2 separate regions of the Mus musculus genome follow, and region 1 is linked to region 2. Evidence: chromatin contacts called from public HiChIP or PLAC-seq data. All regions are on one chromosome and are shown on one strand. The core of a region is the stretch at or near the end of the contact, and the rest is flanking DNA. Distances in the headings are between cores, read along the strand shown. Region 1 holds the start of T2 (brachyury 2). Region 2 has its middle 24 kb from the start of Ccr6.

Region 1 (6,074 bases), core at 1,720-4,219, 160 kb before region 2:
GCATTTCCTCTAGGCTCTGCCCAACAGTTACCTAGCATCTGGAGGTACAAGCCAGTAAGCCAGTCATATAAGGGCTGCTCATGGTCAATCTCTCTTCCCTCTCCGGCTCTCCTTCCCTTACCCCTCCCTCTGTCTTCCTCCTCCCCTCCGTCTATTCTCTCTCTCTCTTCCCCCTTTATTCCTCTCTTTCTTTCTCTGCCTCTACTCCCTTCTCCATACCCCTTCCCAGGTCTCAAATAAACTTCCTTTTATACTAGGCCCATCAGTACGGCTGGTATCTCAGGGGGTGCCTCTGCATGGGCCCACTAAGGCACCCCTCCCCTCCTGCTCCATCATACCATATTTTATACAACATAATAAGCCAGGCTCCTCTGTAGCATATGCTCCAGTTCCTGCCTCCAGATTCCAGCTGTAATTTCATGGCAATGGCTTCCGTAGATGGTGGAGTGCGAGATGTAAGATAAATCAACCCTTTCATAGCCCCTGTTTGGGCCATTGTGCTTCAACACAGCCATAGAAGCCATAATGATGGAAAGGCGTTTAACCAGCATGCGTATATATTCACCACTTGTGTTCCAATTGTGGCAGAGACCAAAAGAAAGTGCCAGATCCCCTGGAACTTGAGTCAAGGATGGTCATGAGCCACCAGGAGGATGCTGGGACTCAAGCCCAGGTCCTCTGAGAGAGCAGCAAGCGCTCTTAACCACCAAGCCATCTCTCCAGTCCTGTTTCTCTCTCTATTAAATAAGTGTGTAAGAGTAGGTGTGGTATGGGTGTGTGTGTGTGCACAATGTGTATATGTGAAGGCCACAGTCAACCCCGGGTGTTGTCCCTCAGGACAGCCTGGAACACACCAAGCAGGCAAGGCTGGCAGGACAGTGAACCCCAGGGATCCAGCCATCCCTATTTCCCAATGCTACAATCACAGGTTAGGTGTGCGCTCACACCTGGCTGCTTATCCTTGTGCAGAAAGCACTTGACTCTCTCCCCAGTGTACAAAGAGGTTTTTTTAAAACAGGGACAGTTCACTCTGAAGCTCCCATGGCTCCACCCTACACCATGAAGCTTGGCTTCTGTCTCGCCATCTTTTTTTTTTTCTTATTGGGTTTTTCAAAACAAGGTTTCTCTGTGTATCCCTTGCAGTCCTAGAACTCAATTTGTAGACCAGGCTGGCCTTGAACTTATAGAGATCTGCTTGCCTCTCCCCCACCAAATGCTGGGATCAAATGTATATGTCACCACCACCCAGCTTGGCCATCTTTTAAAATATGTCTTCTTGGTCTTTGTGTGTTCGAGTTTGTATATGTGTGCCTATGTGTGGGCCTTCAGGGGTTGTGAGATGGGTGTGTGGCATTGAAGACTAAATCTACGCGTTTTCTGGTACTGAACCATGGGGGTTTGGTTGTTTTAGAAGTCCATGGATCTCTCATTAGTATCCTTTAATCTGTGAACAATAATGAAGGGGGTGTTTTTCTTCATTGTGCTTAATTAGAAATCTAGTCAGCCGTGAGATACAGAAATCTGGGGCAGTTGGTGATTGTGTACCACGAGTCTCAAATGCCTGATGTATCAGGTGAGTACCAAGCAGGTCAAATGAATTCCTTCCCAAATAAGACCACTCCCTGTCCTAGAGCACTAAGACTCTTGAGATGGCTTCATGGTTCCAATTCTTTCCCTGTCTTTGCCAGCCCTCATTCTTCTGTCTACGCTGGTGCACAGGCCCTAAGCTCACAGCCTCAGCCCATTCACCACCAAACAGAGGGGTGAATTGGTACTGCTTGGGCCCAAACGGCAGAATCGGGGTCCCAGGAAAGAGTCTGTACACTCTGGTCTTGCTCCTCAACCCCACATGCTTAGCCGTGTCCCTGTGCCCTGCAGCCTGATTGCTGCCCGATACATGCAGCGGCCACTTCTGATGCCGCCCAGTGTCTCCCATCCACCACCCACCTTAGTGGCCACTGGCCTCCTTCAAAGGAACCAAATTCCCTCCACCAAGTCTCCAAAACTAACTGCCTGGCCTGCTCTCCCTTCATTAGCTGGGGATCCAGAGGAGTGGGAAGGGTCCTCCGACTCAGAACCGTGGTCTCAGTATCTACCTGAGGTAGAGACACAGTCTCCCCTCTAGACCTCAAGTTTCTGGATTTTAAAACTCAAGGGTAAAATAATTAAAATAGGAAGGAAGGAAGGAAGGAAGGAAGGAAGGAAGGAAGGAAGGAAGGAAGGAAGGAAGGAAGGCAAGCCAGGTGGGGGTGGCACTGAGTTCTTGGCCAGCCTGGTCTACAAAGGGAGTTTAAGGGTAGTCGAGGCTACACAGAAAAAAACCCTATCCCGAAAAGAAAAACCAAAAAAATAAATAAATAAAAAAGAAACGATTCACAGAACACAGGAGGGTTTGCAGAGTTTGATCCTTGGTGTCACAGTGACTGGAATGGACGCCAGGGAAGCATTTGGGGCCTGTTTTAAGCCACGTGTGTCCCTCGCTTCAGAAATGCTATTTCCTCTCAGCCCCACCAGAGGGCGCCGTAGAACAAGGAGCCTTTGTTCATAGACTTTCCATATAATTCTTTTGAGCTATTTTCATTCACCATGCGACCTCGGATGACAGACTGAGACTGATTTTAAGAAACAAAAAACAAACAAACAAACAAAAAACAAACAAAAAAACCCAACAACTTTGTTGTAATTTTACGTTCTTACAGTTTTAATTGTCTGGAGCTACTGACTGCCGTTCTAAGTGTGCAGTGGTATGTCCCGCTGCTCATTGTAGCTTTGTGGTCAGAATATTTACTGAGCCGTTAAATAGAGAAAGATCAAAGACAAGACTGGCTCCCTTTGTTCACAACGACACAAATAGTGGCTACCTGTTCCGGCAAGGTCTGCTGTGCTGCCTTCTCTTTGTCCTCCACTTGGGTGTGACACCCCCTGTGTTTCTTTGGCGTTTTAAAATGGTCTCTCAAGATCTGGGCCATCCTGTCACAGGAACAACAACAACAACAAAAATGTGCGTCAATTTTAAAATTACAGCATTTTAAAAACAGAGTTAGACTTTTTTTATACTGTGACGTGTTGGACAGTTAGCTTGCCTGTGCCTGTGTGTACCCCAAAACAAAAAGATGCACAAGCCAGTTCTGGAAGCAGTTAGGAAACACAGGCAGAGAGCCCTTTCACAGAGTACACTGAAGCAGCAGCTCCTTGATGCTGCAAACTGGCTGAGGCTCAAAGTGGGCAAACCACAGGAACAGTTACAGAAAGTGAGGAAGCAGGCAAGACAATTCTGAGTCTCCCAGACGCCCCTGGAAAGGAAGTTGCTTTTCTAAGCCCAGCAGCCGCATCCTCTAGGCAGGGAGGGGCTACAGGACCACAGCCGCTGCCTGGCTCTGGCTGGCCACATGCTCCGCCTCCAGCCCAGCCCCCTCCCACCAAGCGCGCTCCTTCTGTTTCTTGGCTTTGTGATTCCCAGCAGCAAACCATGCTCTGTTTTCTGTAGCTGAGCAACGGGGCTGAGGGGTGTTGGATGGTGGAAAGAAGTCCTGGCAGGTGGTTTGTCAAAGACGCTGGCAATGGGGGCAGAGCATTCTTAGGGCTTATGTGGGAGACTGGCAGTCATCGCAGACTGCTATCACAGGGCTTCAGATTCCACCCTTCCCTTCCCTTCTCTTCCCCCATAGCCACCTATATAACCCCTTCTTGACCTTTTGCAGGATGCTTTCTTATACAGAAGGTTGAAACAGGAACTGGATAGACACCTCCGAGATTAAGAGCGTGCATGCTCTTACAGAGGACCCAGCTCCCAACCACCAGCTCCAGAGGTATCTAATGCCTCTGGCCTCCGACTGCATGCACAGGAACATACAGAGACAGACATGTATATACATAATTAAAAATAGTTTTAAAAATTGAGGTATGTGATTCATATACTCAAAACTCCCCCCTTGAAAGCCTGTGACTCAGTGGGCTTTCGGTGGGGTTTTTCCAGAGATGTGCGATTATCACCATAATCAAGCTGTGAGCATTTTGCTTGCCCCAAAAGGAGCACAGCATCCCAATACCTGCAGCTTTATCTATGGCCTGGCTTTAGAGAATTTTCAGGCTGAGTCTCGGTCCCCAGTAGTCACAAGTTGAAGCCCCAACCTCAGCACCTCAGAATATGGTTGCATTTGGAGACAGGTCCTTGAAAGAGGCCCACTGAGTTAAATGAGATCACAGAATGGGCCCCGATCTAACCCACTGTCCTTGTGAGAGGAAACGTGGCTACACGGACACACGCATGCATGAGGAGCCACCAGGAGCATGGGCTGCCAGCAAAGAGAGTGGCAAAAGAATATCAGGCCACGTGGCAGCATCTGAGAAGGGAGGCTTCCATCCCGCAGGCAGGCCCTTCTGCTGCCATCTGACCCGGCACAAGTTCAGCTGTCCACATACCCTGCTCCACTATGAAACTGGGAGCCCAGATAAATCTTTCCTTTCTCATTTCCACGGGTATTTTGTCAGAGTGATGGAACCCTAAAACATCTTCCTGCCTCTCAGGATCACTGAGATTCCTCCAGAAGGCAGGGGCCTGCCACGTGAGCAAGTGAAGGCTGGGGTATTCGGTGGGGGAGGGGCAGTGTGCTGGCTGGCTCGTCTGTCAGCCCGACACAAGCTAGAGTAAGGAGCAAACCTTAACTGAGAAATCGCCTCCCTAAGATCCAGCTTTAAGACATTTTCTTAATTGGTGATCAATGTGGGGAGAGCCCAGTCTGCTGTGGGTGGTGCCATCCCTAAGCTGGTGGTTCTGGGTTCTGTAAGAAAGCAGGTTAACCAGTAAGCAGCACCCTCCATGGCCCCTGCAGCAGCTCCTGCCTCCAGGTTCCTGCCCTGTTTGAGCTCCTGTCCTGACTTCCTTCATGATGAATACCGAGTTATTCCAAATAATTCCCTACCAACTTCCTGTTTGGTTATGGTGTTTCATCAAAGCAATAGAAATCCTAATTATGACTGGCAGAAGCCAATAGCAAAAACATCCAATTAAATGCCTTGGGGTTTTGATTTGTTTAATTAGTTTAGGCTGGAAAGATGGCTCAACCACTAAAGGTTAGGCTCAAAACCAAAAATGCTAGATTTCTTTTATGTGTATGGGTATTTTGTCTGCGTGTATGTGCACCACAGTGCCTGAGGGTAGAGTATTTATTTGACTCACATGGAGGCTAAGTCTGAGATTGTAGCCATACCAGCTGATCTACTAACTCATGATCAAACAGGTATACTGTCAAACTCAAGATCAAATTTCTGCTTCTCTCCAAAGTGTGGCTTAACTCTTCCTAACTTTTTATTTGAACTTTTAAAAATATTTGCTGCAGTCACCACTGAACCTTTGTCATCCGTTTGTTTGTTAGGTCGAGCAAGACAGGGTTTCATTATGTAGCCCAGGCTAGCTTTAGACTTGAAGCAACTCTGCTGAGCCCAGAGCCCAGGTGCTGAATGTATACCACCACCACCCCACCCCCAGTTATCACTGCATCTTGATGACAAAGTCTAGTAGCTTAGTGGATTTGGGGAAATAGGTGTTGATTTAGTATCCTGGTCCCAAACAAGACTTAACTTAAGAATCAGAAGTAGATATATATTAATCCTTTCCACACGCTTTATCTTGAATTTCTTCCAAGACTTTTATGCTAGGCTGTGGTAGAGCCTCTGCTTTGCACAAATGAAGCCCTATGTTGGATATCCAGTATTCTTCTAATAAAAAGAAAGGGACAGAGATGAGGAGGAAAGGGGGGGGGGGGAGAGAGAGAGAGAGAGAGAGTGTAATGGATCTATATTAACAAACAAGTTTGGCTGTGTTCTTTTTAATGAGTTATTAAGGCTTACAAAGTCCTCCTCTTTTGATCATTGGCCAAACAATGAAGGTAAGCATCTTACGAACCTGTGGACAATGGGAGGGAAGGAAGGACTTCCTGTCTGCATCATCTTTGGTATACTCCCTGAAAGAATGACATCAGCTAGCCCCTCCCATTCAGCCTTGGAATGGGGAGGGAGGAGAGAGGGGTCTGAGCCATCACTTGTCAGGCACATGACTTGAACAGGGCATCCCA
Region 2 (5,852 bases), core at 2,450-4,949:
GCCATCCCTTGGATGTGCTTCTCCATCCCCCACCCCACTACCACCACCACCTCAGACACTCAGTTGTCTCCTCCTTTTCCTTGGCTGTTTCTTACTGCCCTTCTCACAAGAGTTTGGGTTCCCTCTGCGACATTTGTTCCCACCTCCTATCTGTCTGATTGCACAATGTCCAGCCCAGAAGGGACAGGATCTGTTTTCTTCCTGGCTGTTCCTCTCTCCTTTAGGTCAGGGTCAAGCAAATAGCAGGTGCTAACAGATTTGTTCAGACTGAAGGAGTACGTGGTCCGACAGTTGATGTGATAAACTAGAGTGTGGGTAGTCACAATGCTTATCTCATTTCTGCAACAATCTGTAGACCCGATCTCATGTCAATCTTGAGTCGATGTAGAGATAGACACCAATCTGGGGCAAGCCAGGTTTTTGATTTGTCATCTTCAAAAGGGAAGAGGTTTCAACTTGAAAACAAAAAGCTGTAGAAGACCTTCCAAGTGAAGGCAACTTCCTTTCCAACTTCTCCTTGCTGGAGATCCAGCTCATTTGCCCTGGTAAGGATCCTGTGGACACAGCAAAATTCACAAGGCCATCTCAGCCCTTAGGTAAATATTACAGGGTCACATCCTAGATACTATCACTTTACAATTTCCATTTTCAATTGGACATCCCCTCTCTCACTATACTATTATGGGGAATTGTAATCAGTTACTTTTCTTATATCTGTGACCAAATAACTGACAAAAAACAACTTGAAAGAGGAGGGTCTTCTTTGGAATGATGGATTGAAGGAACAGTCTGCCCTAGAGGGGAAGATGTGATCGGTGACAGGAGTGGCTGTGGTTGTGGCTGTAGGACCTTGCTCACATCTCAGACCCAGAAGCAGAGAGTGGAGGAACCCTCCTCTTCCCTGTGCTTTCTCATTTTTCCCCTTTTATTTGGCCTTGGACCCCAGTCCATGGACCCAGAGCCACTGACATTCAGAGCGAGTCTTCTCCTCAGTTGAATTTCTCTGGAAACACGGTCACAAACACTCAGAGGCGTGTCTTCTAGGCAGTTTCAAATTCAGCTGAGATGAACCATCCTGGGTACCAAGCTAAGAAGTAGATTCAATGCAGTGGCTGGCTGTTGTTTGGGTAAGGGACACAGGGTACATGGAGTGTTCACTGGAATGGAAGGTGAGAGAGCCCTAAGGCTGAGGGCATTCACAATGGTATGGGGATCTTGCCTCTATGATGTAGTGACCTCTGAGAGCCTCTATTTCTTCTTCTGGGATATGCATAAATATGGCTACTTTAAAGGCACACATTAACTGGGTGATGGTAACATACCTTTAATTCCAGCACTCAGGAAGCAAATCTCTGAGAGTTTGAGGCCAGTCTGGTCTACAAAGCGAGTTCCAGGACAGTCAGTGCTATATAGAGAAACCTTGTCTCGAAGATACAAACGCAAAGCAAAGCAAAGCAAAGCAAAGCAAAGCAAAGCAAAGCAAAGCAAAGCAAAGCAAAGCAAAACAAAACAAAACAAAACAAAACAAAACAAAACAAAAATCACACACTAGACACACACTGACACAAAGAATCAGAGAAGAAATAGATCACTGAAGTCTAAGTTATGTTAAGACACCACAGATCTAGGTCTTTGTGGATCTAATATGTCAGAATAGTGCTAAATGATCTTCCTAGCCAGCTACAGTTCTGGCCATTCCGTACTGTAGCATTGACTTGATAGCATTTTCTGGAAGCTCTCTCTCCAGAATGTTGATGGGGAAAATACGTGAATGCAGGTATAAGGTCTGTGGGTGTATCTCCATGCACTCTATACTTTGCCTGGTGCACAAAATTCCCTAAGTAGAAGTTGTGGGCTGTGGAGACCCAAAAAGAGGAGGAAAGAAGAAAAGGGCTCCCAGAGAGAGAGTGGCCGAGAGAGCAGACTTCTGTGTTCCCTTTGGTTACTCGGCTTTGCTCTAAGAGAAGTGATGGAGATGAAGATCCTTCATCTGTTGCCTCGGGGCAGGAAGATGAAGAAGCCATCCGTTGCCCTCATCTGAGTTCCTCCAGGGAGTCTTTGGCCATCTACACAGATGCCACACTCTCCACTTCCAACCTTGTCCATGTGTTCAGTGATCAGGCATAATCCACCAGAGCCTGCATCTGATGCAAGGCTCACCTCTAGACCACTGCTGCAGTGGGCCAAGGGCCACCTTCTACTCAGTGTTATAAAATGGAGGGCGTAAGACTTGTGGGCAAAAGTCCAACCTGGGTTTCTCAGAAAATTGCTGATCTGTGGCCTCTAGAAAAGAGGGCAGTGGGTCTTACATTGACCAATAACCTGACTCATTATATCCAAAAGGTACCCTACCCATTCCCTCCATAGAAGACCTTACATTCCCATCGTAGAGTCCCACAGAGGGCCCTAGAGTTCCTCTTCTTTGTACTGAAGACCACTCTAAAATCTGGTGTGGACCCAGGACACCGAAAGTTCTCAGAGATCACTGCTTCTTCATGAGGACCACCCCACCCAACAAAACAGCTTTTTAACAGGAAGGGTCGTTGTAGGCTCCTTCTATACAGGGGCCGCTCCTAAAAGCCCACACCTCAGATCTTCCAAGAACAGGACCCAGAAAGTTCAGGATGCTTAATTTTCAAACCAGTTCTCTCATTTGATTCTGATGTTAGCTCAATTTAAGTTTCTTCACCCCCCTCAAAATTGAAGTCTCAGTTCAACCACTGGCCTACTTATATAATCAACGAATAATATATTTAAGATGTTGGGAGCTCATAGATAGCCTCCAACAGATCTGAAACAGATCTGGGTAGATAAATGGAGACATAGGTAGAGTTAGATCTGGGGTTGTCTGTCAGTCATGTCTTCAGTACACCAGTCTTTCTAGCCCCCGGGGAGAGATTGCTTCAGCCCACAAGAGGCTGAGCTGTGGGAGTTTCCCTCCTGCCTGTTCTGTCTTTGCTCAGGTAAATTCCAGGCTCATCGTTACCCGACAGCAGCCCTCTACGGGCTCTGCACATGGCTGCGGCTGCCTGCTATGTTACTCTCAGACAAACCCATGGTTTTGGAAGGAGTCAGTTCCACTGTCACACTTCTTTGGCAAACTTTGAAGGGGTCCTTTATGGTATACCCAAGTCTCCTTCCTTGTGCCCATCTTGGATGGGAGAACGTTCTCTTCCCTGTCAGCCACAGAAGCTGAATTCCTCTTCTCTCAGGAAATGGCAACATTTATATCTGTGACACTGGTCCCCACCCACAAGCCAGCTTGTGCTGCAGAAGCCTGGTTCCAGGTTCTTGCACCTCTCCACTTCTCCCGCCAACCCTAGAGCGCTCCATGGGAGTTAAGAGGGCTCTGTGCCTCAGCCTCCAAGTTGGGAGCAGATGCGACCCTTGTTTGGCTTCCCAGAAGGCTTTGGGTCCTAGTTGCTGTGTTCTCACCCTGTGCAGCAAGCATCTATCTGTTCTCCCTGGTGCTGTCAAATCTGGAACCAGTTGGACATCGCAACCATGGCAGGCTCGTCCCTCCCTGCCATCCCATGGCTCCCTCTGTATTCTCCCCAGGATTTTGCTCTCTTGGTTGCCTCTCACCCCGCACTCTTCGAGGGGGCACGTAGGAGAAATTGCAGGGCTGCAGCCCCCCCCCTTCTTGTTAGAAGGAGCAAGGCTGTTTGCCACTTCCTACAGTGTAAGAGGAAGCAGAAGCCTGCATTTATAGTTAGTGCTGAGCCTGTGTGGGCTTCCAGGTGTCGTAACAAACATGTCCCCTCCTGTAAGCCGCTTCCATCTGGAGGAGCTGCCTCATTTCCCTCACTCGGCCTGACAAGATCCATGAGGGCCCTCACCAAGAAGGCTGAAGTGATGACTGACGGTGCGACAGTTTAACCGTGACTGTACAGAACAGGCACATGGGGTAGGTCTGGAAACAGAAGACACTGGGAAGGAATCCAGAAAACAGAGAAACCCCTGCAGATGTTAAGATCCAAGGGAGGGCAGAGATGTTGGTTCAGGTGCATCCTCAGGGGCTGGAATCTGAAAGCATGCTCTTGGGTGACAAGGACCAGAAGACCTGATTTCTTTCATGAGAATCAAAGTGGAGAGGAAAACAAAGGCCCTATCCCCTCCCACCCCAGGCCGGATCAGGAAGCCAGGCTGCTCTCAGGGACAGCACACAGCGTCTCCACTAAAGGTTGCTCAGTCTGGGGACCTGAAACTGAGACAGGTGTAACAGGCCCACTGGAACAAGTGGGGCTTTCCCAGAGTGGCTGACAGACAAGAAGTACGTGTTCAGAAAGTGGGACAAGCCCAGCACACATCAGGAGTGTGCTCAGAGCATGGGACAACCACTTAGATCAAACCTGCCCAATAAGGACTTATGAGACCCTCATCACTACAATGGAGCCCTGGCTCATATCCTGGAGGAAGGCATGCTGGACAGAGAGGCCAAGGATGCTGAGGTTGGACAGGCAGTGCTGGGCTTTCCCCACAGTCCAACAGCATCCCTTCACATCCATCTACTCAATCAGCTTGGTGCAATTGTCCATCTTCAATCATGCCTGCATGGTGAAGCCTTCATGAAGGTTCAAATGACAGGATGAGGGAGTCTCTGGTCTCCGCATGTGGATGTTGCTGGAAGATGGGGCATCTGAGCAGTCATGACAGATTAGGGCCCATCTCTATTCTTCATCCTGGATGTGGCTTCATGCAAATCACTTGAACTAGTAATAGTACAGTAATTGTAGTAATAGTACAGTCATACTCTCGTCATCTAGCAAAGAACCTATGTGCTTTTCTGAATACTGTGAACAGGGCAGCAAAGGAACTGATCCCAGAGAGCAGGTCCTGGAGTCTTCCTGCCTGAAGTAGTAAATGAAGGAAAAAAGAGAAAAGAAGCTACCTCCCTTTTCTCTATTAGAAAAATAAAAAAGCCAATGTGTTTCTAAAGTCAGAAGCTGATTAAGTGGGTGTGGCCATTTCTGATTTTGAGATGAAGAAACTGAGAAGTGCCCGCATTAACTTTGCTCATTGCTGTGACAAACTATCCAACAGAGGCAACTCAGGGAAAGGAGGATTTAGTATAGCTCACAGCATGAGGGTAGAGCCCTTCCTGGTGGGGATGGCTTGGCGGCAGGAGTGTGAGAGATCTGGTCACAAAAGCTGGCATCCAATTCACTTTCTCCTTAGGAAAGTTAGTGTGTGTGTGTGTGTGTGTGTGTGTGTGTGTGTGTATGTGTGTATGTGTGTGTGTGTATGTGTGTATGTATGTGTGTGTGTATGTGTGTATATGTGTATGTGTGTGTGTGTAGAGAGAGAGAGAGAGAGAGAGATGTGTATGGGTGCCCATGAAGGTCAGAAGAGGGTGCCAGATGCCTTGGGGCTGGAGATACAGTGGTTGGAAGTCTTACGTGATGTGACATGATGTGACATGACGTGACGTGCTTTGGGACTTGGGTCCTCTGCAAGAGCCATCTCTGCAGCCACTAGTTTGAGATTTTTAAGTTGTAATTGTGTATTGAATTTTATCTAATGAAAGATTTTCCTGTCATCTCAATTGGTCGACTCATGCATTATTTTTAGGCTATCAGTATATCAGATCACATTGGTTTTCAATATTGAAAACAACAGGTTGGTCATCATATAACTTCATCCACAATGGGATTTGGCTTGATGGTATTTTTCTCTATTGTTTTCTTTGTGAAAGACACTGGTGTGGCGCCTTTGCTTCTTCTGTTTTATCTGTTTGGCATCACCAAACCACTCTCATTACAAATGAGCAAAGACTCACTCCCCCTGTATGGCTTGCTTTGTTTCAAGTTTTCTGAGGGGGGGGGGTGATCAGTGTCTTCACGTAGCACTCG

The links. HiChIP or PLAC-seq counts read pairs in DNA pulled down with a chosen protein or histone mark.
Region 1: an H3K4me3 HiChIP or PLAC-seq map of bone marrow-derived macrophages shows a contact between it and region 2, with 2.9 times the contacts expected there. The contact joins the promoter of T2 here to the enhancer-like site in region 2. A contact is called at or near these places in 1 of 39 promoter capture datasets (macrophages), 1 of 15 datasets of contacts at CTCF or cohesin (large pre-B cells), 10 of 484 Hi-C or Micro-C datasets (B cells, CD4 T cells, the MNK3 cell line and 5 more), 7 of 115 datasets of contacts at active chromatin or transcription factors (the 230-238 cell line, the SCID.adh cell line, bone marrow-derived dendritic cells and 4 more) and 2 of 9 other capture datasets (adipose tissue and liver).

Annotation. Positions count from the first base shown.
Region 1 is chr17:8,369,291-8,375,364 of GRCm38.p6, reverse strand. T2 (brachyury 2) reads right to left here and starts at 2,969. Exons shown (of 11, transcript NM_001161832.1): 1 at 2,862-2,969. The coding sequence starts at 2,969.
Region 2 is chr17:8,208,733-8,214,584 of GRCm38.p6, reverse strand. No RefSeq gene overlaps it. Among named protein-coding and RNA genes, the nearest start is that of Ccr6, 24 kb to the left of the region's middle. Within about 2 kb of position 3,699, at least 41 of the 459 cell types and tissues checked have an H3K27ac peak or open chromatin away from gene starts, as enhancers often do. A contact at or near this core is called in the MNK3 cell line, bone marrow-derived macrophages, microglia and 2 more, where this site is marked.